Linked DNA regions of Hordeum vulgare: region 1 is linked to region 2. Evidence: chromatin contacts called from public Hi-C data. All regions are on one chromosome and are shown on one strand. Each heading gives the region's core, a stretch centred on a gene start, on an enhancer-like site or on the middle of the called end of the contact. The rest is flanking DNA. Distances are from core to core; before and after follow the strand shown. Region 1 holds the start of LOC123401759. Region 2 has its middle 25 kb from the start of LOC123404133.

Evidence for each region. Hi-C and Micro-C count contacts between places; a contact is called where the count stands out from the background.
Region 1: a Hi-C map of seedling shows a contact between it and region 2, with 2.6 times the contacts expected there. The contact joins the promoter of LOC123401759 here to the enhancer-like site in region 2. A contact is called at or near these places in 2 of 6 Hi-C or Micro-C datasets (leaf and seedling).

What each region holds. Positions count from the first base shown.
Region 1 is chr6H:517,233,291-517,238,456 of MorexV3_pseudomolecules_assembly, reverse strand. It overlaps LOC123401759, which reads right to left and starts at 2,143. Exons shown (of 8, transcript XR_006611180.1): 1 at 1,718-2,143; 2 at 958-1,110; 3 at 795-858; 4 at 627-710; 5 at 401-522; 6 at 1-56.
Region 2 is chr6H:517,110,812-517,115,669 of MorexV3_pseudomolecules_assembly, reverse strand. No RefSeq gene overlaps it. Among protein-coding and RNA genes, the nearest start is that of LOC123404133, 25 kb to the left of the region's middle. Within about 2 kb of position 2,504, at least 3 of the 3 cell types and tissues checked have open chromatin away from gene starts, as enhancers often do. A contact at or near this core is called in leaf and seedling, where this site is marked.

The DNA of each region.
Region 1 (5,166 bases), core at 894-3,393, 120 kb before region 2:
GTGGTGTCACTGGTGGTTTGGTCAGCACATATGTACCACCACAATCCATCTTGTGGCTGTAGAAAATAGCATCAGTCAATACAGCTTTGAAGTTTATCCAAACACATACACCTTCGAAGTTCACCATGCAAACATTAGTCGAAAGTAGATATTATCTAGAAACAGAAGTCTCTGAGAGTATTAAAAATAACAAACAAATGGCACATGCATCTAGTTACGAGTTTGAGACGTCATTCTGCATCTAACAGATTCAGAGGCAAATTTCAAAAAGTAACGAACCACCCAGAGTTCAAGCCTTCAGTGGTATATCTTGTCGAGTTTGTGCGAGGAAAACAATTAAGAGTGTGACGTACAATCAAGAATGTGAGTTATTTGTCAGGGTAAATTTGTGCAGTCTTACTTGTGCCAGTGGCAAAGCATGTTGCCACAGGTTGGATGTTGGCTAACATTCTCGATACAGCAGGAATCAGATGGATGTTTCAGCTTCTTGGCCCTCACAAGTGTATGGCCACACGATTCACACTGAAATTTCAAACATTGAACATGCCAGTAGGAGGTAAACCAGACTGAGATTTAACAACAAAAAAGAAAACACTAAAAAGAGAACTGTGGAAAGTAGGTAGTACCTTCCACAAAAAACCCTGTATGTTGCAGGATTTCTCCTGACTGAAATCATGAGTAGTTGTGATACAGTAGCCACCTGTCGGTCTCTGCAGGTTAGGGTGGCGCAAGCAAAAGCCAGGATCATCAGTGGTCTGTAATGGTTACGAACATATCTGCCAGAGAATACTAACCGCGTGATCCTCGCAGGGGCAAGTGTTGATAGCATCCATCCAATCACGAAAAACAGGGCCATGGCTGCATTAATGCAGAGAAAATAAGCAGCAGGCAGGCAGGCTATGAGAAGGCTAAAATTTGGAGCACACAATCTTACTTAAATGGATACAAGTATTTTACCCGAGGCTCGTCAGACCATGCTTTAGAAATATGATTGCGTGAATCATCAGATGCAGCAGGGCGTTCTTCGTATCAGCATTCGTGCGATACTGCAGCGCTGGCTTGTAGAGTGTTATTCTGTGCAGGTCTCCAAAGGAACAGGATCCGAAACACCTGCTTATGTGCAACCGAATCAGTGCTTACTATTTTATTTTATTTTCATGTAAACTAAGTACTCCCAACGTAAAGAAATATAAAAGCGTCTAGACCACTAATTTAGCAATTAAATTAGTGATCTAAACGCTTTTATATTTATTTCTTTGCAGAGGGAGTACAATTTAATAATTGAGAAAATAGCAACTAACACGTGTTTTATAGGCCAGGATCAATCAACATACAGTAAGAAAATGCTCAGCAAGCAGTCAATGGGGGAAAATGCTGTATTTGAAAAGAAGAAAAAACATCAGGATTCGAAGTCATTGCACCATCGGACAAAAGATTCGACTTGGACCGGAACGAAAATCAAAATCTGCCATGTCGATCGAACCGTCAAATGCTAAATAATTACCAAACTTCTTTTGAGGCGATTCGGAAGAATCTACGGCAGCACGATCCTATGCAGGGATCATTCCTGAGAGACGCTAAAATAAATCCAGCGAGCAAGCCATCTCCTGACGGGGGCTCCAGCAAAATCCTGGCGCCCACCCCAACCCCCAGCCCACGAAAAAAGAAAAAAAGAAAAAAAAAATCAAAGGGACGGGAGTGGAAGGGGCGTACGTACGTGATCGCCTTGGTGCGCGGGGAGACCCACTCGACGGAGAAGGCGGCGTCGGCGAGCGCGCAGCGGAAGTAGAGCTCGTCGTAGTGCCGGAACAGGTCCCACAAGCCCGGGTCCTCGTCGCCGGCGCCCGGATCCATGGCCTCCCCTGCCTCAGGCGAGCGGCGGCAGCTTCGCGGGCAAGGATGAAGCAGCAGCAGCAGGAGCCGCCCCTCCCTCCGTCCTCCGTCCTCAGGCGAGCGGCGGCAGCGGCAAGAAGAACCGGTGAGGGGGAGTCTGGCCGGGGTTCTTAAAAAAAAAAAGTTGGTTGGGGCTCTTGATCCTGGAGGAGGCCGCCGCTGCCGGTGCATGCAAGCAGAACCGGCGAGCGACGGAGGCCAGAGGGTAGAGTGGGATGACCGGAGGAGGAGGCGCGTGCGACAGTGTGCGTCGTGGGGGGGGGGGGGGGGGGGTGTCAGTGACGATGACCGCTGACGGGTGGGCCCCCGTGGAGACGCTGGTTCCGCTTCCGCGTGGGTGCTGTGCGTGTGGACGGCTGGGATGCTGCGACGCTTGGATTGGGCGCGACCCGAGCCGCCGGATGGAGAGGTCACGCGCGGGCTTGACGGACTCGCCCTGGCTCTGGCTCTGGGGCATGTGGGTGCGTGGGGTGGGCCCCGCGCCTGGCAGGAGATGAAACGGGGCAAAGGCGCTTCCAGAAAGGACTGGAAGCGCATACCGGAACTGTGCAACTTCTTTTTTTTTTACCGTGCCCGTCTTGTTCGGCTTTTTACTGTTTCTGCCGCGTTACCGTCCAAGGAAGCGCTCTTGTTTCTACAGCGCTCACGTTTGGATTTAAGGAGTTTTACTGGGTTTTCGTAGCGAGCAAAAGCACTGTTTCTACCCCCGCGATTCCACAGGAAACTGAAAAGAGAGAAGGGGGCACATAGTGTACAGTGCGCGGGGGTGCAGATGAGGCGCAAAGTTGATAGAGATTTAACCATAGTTTAGAGCAAGTATAATAGGCTATAAGTAGTACCACGTCATCGAAAATCACTGCTGGAGGAGAGAGAGTGAAGGAAAAAGAAGGGAGCGGGGGCTCCGGTTGTCGCCGACTACAACGCAAGAAACAAGAAAAACAGCAACATGCACCGGTGTGAGCAGTCGTTCATTTTCCTGTAACCAATCAAGAGTGTATTCTTGCCTTCCTTTACATGCAAACATTAAATAGTACTAGCTAGTTTACAGCCAAGCTATTGTACTAGTAGACTTTTATAAGGGCTGTATGTAACATGGCATTGACATATAGCCAGCAGCAGGCTTTGTTATTAACCATGCTCTTACAAAAATTTAGGGATCTGATTTTTTTTTATAATCCGGGTCCATGACGGTAGGCTATAACAGCCTACCACCAAAGATCCTGGCGGTAGGGGTGCATGCCCTATTGTATTTTTTTTAAGTATCAGATACAATGTGTGTTCGCATCTACTATCGGGCACCTTAACGGTAGAGTTGTACAGGTTATAGAAAGCCTATTTGACAAGGTTCCGTCGCGCTGATGTGGATAAGTTTCTTACCGTCAGGAACCGTGGCAGTAGGTTGCTATACCCTACCGCTATAGACCCCGACGGTAGAAAAATGATCAGATCCTAATTTTTTTACAAATCAAGATCAGATCTCGATCAACTATTACAAAAGGGTCAAAACATGAAATTTTGCAGCCTCTCGTCGGAGCTCGAAGTCGGCCAACAGCCATTCTTGTGTTTAACCACCGAGAACGAAGCAAAACCATAAGCTAATTTCTAGTTGCTCGTAAATGTAATGGGTCAACAGAGCGTTTGTTTTACACGCGCCACTGCTAAGTAACAACAACGATTGTTTCTGTCCAGCGTCACTACTATGTATTTGTAATTTTTTAATTTATACACCGTTATACAATTTTTTATATGGCGGCAACGAAGAGGTAGCGAATGAAACACTAATTAGATTGAATTGGATAGTTCCAATTGACCAAGTTGGATTGGTAGGACGATATGATGTTCGGATGACACAAAAATGTTGAATGATAGGCACACTTGTATGACGTCTCAACATCATATCGTCCTACTAATTCAACTTGGTTAATTGGATCCATCAATTATAATCTAATCCATCTTTTTCCACTTAGTGATATAACAACTCATCATATTATCATAACTCATCATAACTCATCCTCATAGTCATATACGAACTCATCATCTAGCATATCACAAGTTAACCAACACTAACTAATTGCTATCATAATAATTAAATAACTCATCATCATTCTACAACATGATGGGTACTAGCTAGAACCTACTACTCTTTTCTTGGTAAAATAGTATAAAAAGATAAACTTCTCCATATCCCCTATGAAGAATACAAATCAACCTATCTCCAACCCGTGGCCTGCGTAAATCCTTATTGTCTTTGCCAAGTGGTTGCATGTATGCTTTTATTTCTTTGCTCCATCCTTCAATTTTCAGGGTTCCATCCCTTCGATACATCGAGTATGAACTTGGGAAACTTACCGGCAAAATTGATCGTAAGCTAACAATATCCAAACAACCTTTCATAAGCATCATGTTAGGCACAATCTCGGATGGGAGTTTTTGTTGAAGAACATAATAATAACATAGTTTGGAATCTAGTTTTGCTTAAGAAGAATATATGCAAAAGATGGGCTAGTGACATAATAGTAAAAAATATTTTACAATGATATCTGAAGTGATGTTAACATGGTTCAACTCATGCATTAGTGACACGTATCTAGTGTAATTGTCGCCAATTAGGTAATTGGTCCTAAAATGCTCAACATCATTAATAAATGAGATCGGATATTTTTTTTCCGACCAAGTTAGCTCGAAGCCTTCAGTGTAGTAGGTCTGGACTACTATCATGTGTGTATTTTTTGGAGATAAGAAATAAGTTGATAATTAAAAACAAACAAGTTTAGTCGGGATGAGAACCAGATATTATTCAATAAGTAATATAAATTACTTAAAATATTCGTTGACAAACTCACATGGAGGTAGAACTGGAATCAAGTGACCCACATACAACCGAATTTCGATAATATTTTTACGATCATCGTTATGACCAAGATCAAAGGTTATTTGCATGTCCTCCTCAAACCCTTAGGCCTTGCATAACGCTCTCCAACTGGAACAACCCAAATATGTGTGATCTACTACAGTTTTTAGCTTAACATTAGAAGTGAAAAGTTTCTTCCTTAGGTGACCTCTCCCGGTCTCCGCACTCTCCATATCTTTGAAATGGAACTTGTCCAAGACATGTAGTCTTGCATGGTAGTGAATGCACTAGTCGAATTATAAAAAAATTACAGGTTAGTTAAAGCAAAAAGGACATGTCATGCTTTACTACAAAAAAATACATGTCGTCGTTACATACGGTAATAATTTGGAAGCCTCTTTTAGCGTGACGGTGGAGGACGT
Region 2 (4,858 bases), core at 1,255-3,754:
TTCTTGATGGAGTTTCTTTTTTTCTTTGGCATTCAATTTCTTCTGCGTTTCTTTATGGTTTCTTCGGCCTTTTTGTTTTATATATTTTTTGGTGTTTCTTTCATGGTTTTCTTTGTTTTTCTTTTGTGTTTTCAACACGCAATTTCTTTTCTCAAAACATATTATACATTAAATTTTCAACATTTTCCATATACAATGATGTACAATTTTTTAAAATACTTGTTTCCACCATTTTTTTTATATGTGTTAAACAACTTTTCAGTTACATGCTCAAGATTTTTTTAGTTGGCACGAATCATTTTTGTTAAACCATGGAAATATTTTGAAAATTGTATAATCATTTCTAAAAATGTCGTGAACATTTTTCCGAAATGCAAGTATCTCTCTCTAATGTTATGTTCTTTTTGGGAATGGTAAGCAACATTTTTCATAACACACAATCATTTCTCTTACATTATATAAAATTATTTAAAAATGCCGTGAAAGTACATTTAAATGCATGCATTTTTTTAGTGATACGGAACATGTTTTTTGCATTGCGTATAAATTTGTCTGAAAAATGTAAGCACATTTCTTAAAATTTCGGCTTACATTTTTGTGAAACACAGGACATTCTTTTTTTTTTGAAAAGCTGCACAAACTTTTTTTTAACACTTAATTATCATTTCTGGAACCTGTGGTGAACATTTGTGAATATATTTTTCATATTAGAAATACAAACAAAAGTAGTAAAACAAAAAAAATACATGTGCTTTGGAGTCAATGCATTACCTAAACATTTGTCTGAACAATGTAAGAACATTTCTTAAAATTTTGGCTTACATTTTTTTGAAGCACAGGAACATTCTTATTTTTGAAAAGCTGCAAAAAACTTTAGTTAACACTTCATTATCATTTTTGGAACCTGTGGCGAACATTTGTGAATATATTTTTCATGTTAGAAATACAAACGAAAGTAATAAAACAAAAAAATGCGTGTGCTTTGGAGTCAATGCTCCCACCAGGTCCTGGCCTGGTCCAATTATGAGATACCACAGGCGACACATATAGCCGCACCGGATTGTGCGTCGACTATTTCTCGCCTTAGTTCCACGGTGAACCCATATAAAGGATAACTACAGAGGAACTCAAACAGTGGTTTCCTCGGAAGAGTTCAAAGGTGCTAGCAGGGCCGGTCGTAGTTAAGGTCCTCGGAAGAACTCGAACAGTGGTTTTCTGTTTTTCTTTTTTGATGTTTTTCTTTTCTTTTTTATACCTTTTATTTTTCTTTTCATTTTCTACTCATGTTTTTAATTTATTTGTTTTTTGTATTTTTCTTAAATTTTTATATTTTCCTTTTTCATGTCCATTTTTTATGTTCGTTTTTGTATTCTATCTATATTTTCATATATTTTAATAACATTTTCTTTAATAAGTGATCAACATTATTTGTATATACACGTCCCACATTGTCCAAACGATTAACCAATATTTTTTAAATACTTGTTTGACATTTTAATACTAATTCGATATTTTCAAATACTTGTTCAACATTTTTCGAATATTTTCTCAACATTTTTATTACTTATTTAACATTTTTAAAATACTAGTTTAACATTTTTAGTACTTATTCAATATTTTCAAATCCTTGTTCACATTTTTTGAATAACCGTTCAACATCTTTTAGTACTTATTCAACATTTTTCAAAACCATGGTCAATATTTCTAATACATATTCAACATTTTCAAATACTTGTTTAATATTTTTCAAATACTCGTTAGTGCACATGTAACTCTAATGCTGCAGGTCGCACATTAGATACATGTCGGGCATTATTTTTCATTTGAATTTAATTTCTCTACTGAATGGCAGGACCGAGTAGTCATAGAGACACAATTTTTAATTGAAATCCCGTTTCATTGCTAGAAGTGGACCCCATGCCACATCATCCAAACACGGTGCCAAATCAGCATACTTTACATTTACAAAATGAAATTAGCACCGTATTTGCACATCCATATCAAGTTTTAGAACCATTTGACGTATTTTTCAAGTTCACAGACTAAACTGAACATCCGTGTTTAGTTCAAGCACCAGACGTGATATTATCTCAAAGTAAAAAACGTGTAGAGCTCCTCTGGTTTTATTTTCTACCATCAATCTTATGTACTTTCTCCTCTTCCTTTCTTTTCTCTCTCTATTTTTTTTTCTTTGTCACCTCTTATTCTTCTAATGGTTTTTGTGAAAATCGTATCATCCGCCTCACCTTTTACTGACTTATCATATATATTTTTCTTTTGTATGTGCTTGCCGAATAAGGGTTATCAAATTAAATCATATTTTTGCACAATCACACTAACATGGCTCGGTATATCACGGCTAACCAAAGAGAATATTTATTCACCATTCTTCACTTATATTTTCTCGCTTCAATCTTGAAGACAAAGTGAGCCATGGCCCGTATTCTTATCTAGATTTTTCTCTAAAGATTTGGCCCAATAATAAAGGATGGCCCAGTGAGCAAAGCTATTGCAATGGCGTTCAGCCAGGGAGCTCCTGTTCGGCGCCTTAAGCAGCTGAACATGTAGCTGGCGCCCGTTGCAATGCATTGTTGGGCTGGCTCACGAAGGTTGTGTGCAGCGAACAAAATTTGCAAGAAAAACGCAACAACAAAAAAATGGTTCCCCCAAGAACCAAACTCACATCGCCACGTCCTTGTTCGAGCTTAGCTAATCGAAACAGCCATTGCACACTTGTGATTTTAGAAGGGCTAAATTCTAAGAACAAGTATAGCTGGGATATTTATTTACCACTTATTTTTTTTTCTTTTTAAGAAATCATGAATTTAAAAATGTTCCTTGATTTTGGGCAATAGTTCACCGCTTTTGAAGAGAAGTTCACAAAACTTAAAAAAGTTCACCAATTTTGGAAAAGCTTTCTGAAAATATTTAAAATGTTCATCATTTCAAAAAGTTCACTGGTTTCGAAAAAAGTTCATCGATTTTGGCAAAAAGTTCATTGAATTTGACAAAAAAAAGTTCATCGCTTTTGAAAAAAAATCATCGATTTTGGCAAAAAGTGCATCGACTTTGACAAAAAAATTCATCGAGCTTCAAAAATAGTTCATCAATTTTGAAGAAGTTCACAAATTTGAAGGAAAAATCCATTGATCTTGAAAATAGATCATCGTATTTGGATAAAGTTCATCAAATTTTTTTAAAAAATATCAAATTTGAAAAACGTTCATCAATAGTAAAAATTCAATTGAATTAGAAAAAAGTTCATCCAATTGATGGTAAGATAAAGCAAAAACAGAAAAAACGAAAAACAGAAGAAAAATGAAAAACAGAAAAAACAAAAAACGGCAGTGTAAGGTAACAAAATGGCATGATGTAAATTTTTACATTAAGTTCTCTTGATCGGGTGGTTATCCGAGTGCAGAGTGAATCAGAAGATCCCGGTTCGATTCCCAGCTCTTACAAAAAATTTACGCATTGAAAATCAGGAAAAAAACACACTATCAAAACGGGCCAAGCCCGTCTAATGCGTTGTAAACGTCGGGTTGCAAAAAAACTAAAACCAACACTATCAAAACCCTAAATAGGGTTTGCCGTACAGTCATCTTAGTTTTGTCTTGGTTGGCTAGCGTCTTGTGGAGTTGTGTTTGTTTGTGACTATTTCTTTTACAAAAACCGTGTGCACAAGTATAACATACGTTTTGCATATTTGAAATCATGTGCAAGGATAGGCAACATCACAACTACACGTCGTTTGCCAAAATTATGTGCACAACATTGCACACATTTGCATCTTTAAAAACATGTGTAATGATAGGCTACATCATATATACACATCTTTTGTAAAACATGTGTGCACGACATCATACAGAATTACATTTTTAAAACCATGTGTGATATTACAACATCACAAACACTTTATTTCTGAACTATGTGCAATGTTACATCACACACCATTTATTTTCTATCATGTGTGATAGGCGGGTCTTGATAACATCATTTTGCGCTAGTGGCATATGAAATCAATTCATGCATTTCATTCGATATATATATATATAGAAAAAATACATCCTACCATCCAGGGGTAGTTACCCCATATGTTCTATATACTATCATGCGGTAGTATATATATTAATTTATCATTTTTATTATGTTTGTATATTATATATAAGATTTTTCAAAGTGAGTTACATGAAAAAAAAATTACAAGTTAGCCCATAGTTTTATTATATTTGTGAAATACATATATTTTTGTACGTAAAAAATAACATCCACAAAATATGATACATACTACCCAAAAAATGGTATATATACTACCTAAACATTACTATATAGTACATACTAAGCGTACATACTCTTCAATTTGATAGATACTGCATACAACATACAAAACGCAAGTGATGGTAACTACCACCGGTGGTAGATAAAATTTATCATATATATATATATATATATATATATATATATATATATATATATATATATATATATATATATATATATATATATATATATATATATATATATATATATATATATAGGGAAAATAGATTCTACCACCTATTGATAGTTACCACCTAAGAATCCACCGTTGATCTGATGTGCACGGATGGAGCATAACCTTTATCCTAGATTGTCTCGAGAACTTATAACGGGCTAAATGAGGTTCCACCAGATCCGTTTAGAATTGATGGTCCCATCGTGAGCTTATCCCTTATTTTGAATCCATGGTACGTCATCCTTATCCGGCTACTAACGAACATAGCTAGTCTCTCTACGTGAAAAAAGCTTTTATTTGTACCATCTAGTTACCAATAACAAAACAAGCTGGTCTTTCTTTTCTCTATCTAATTGTTCAATC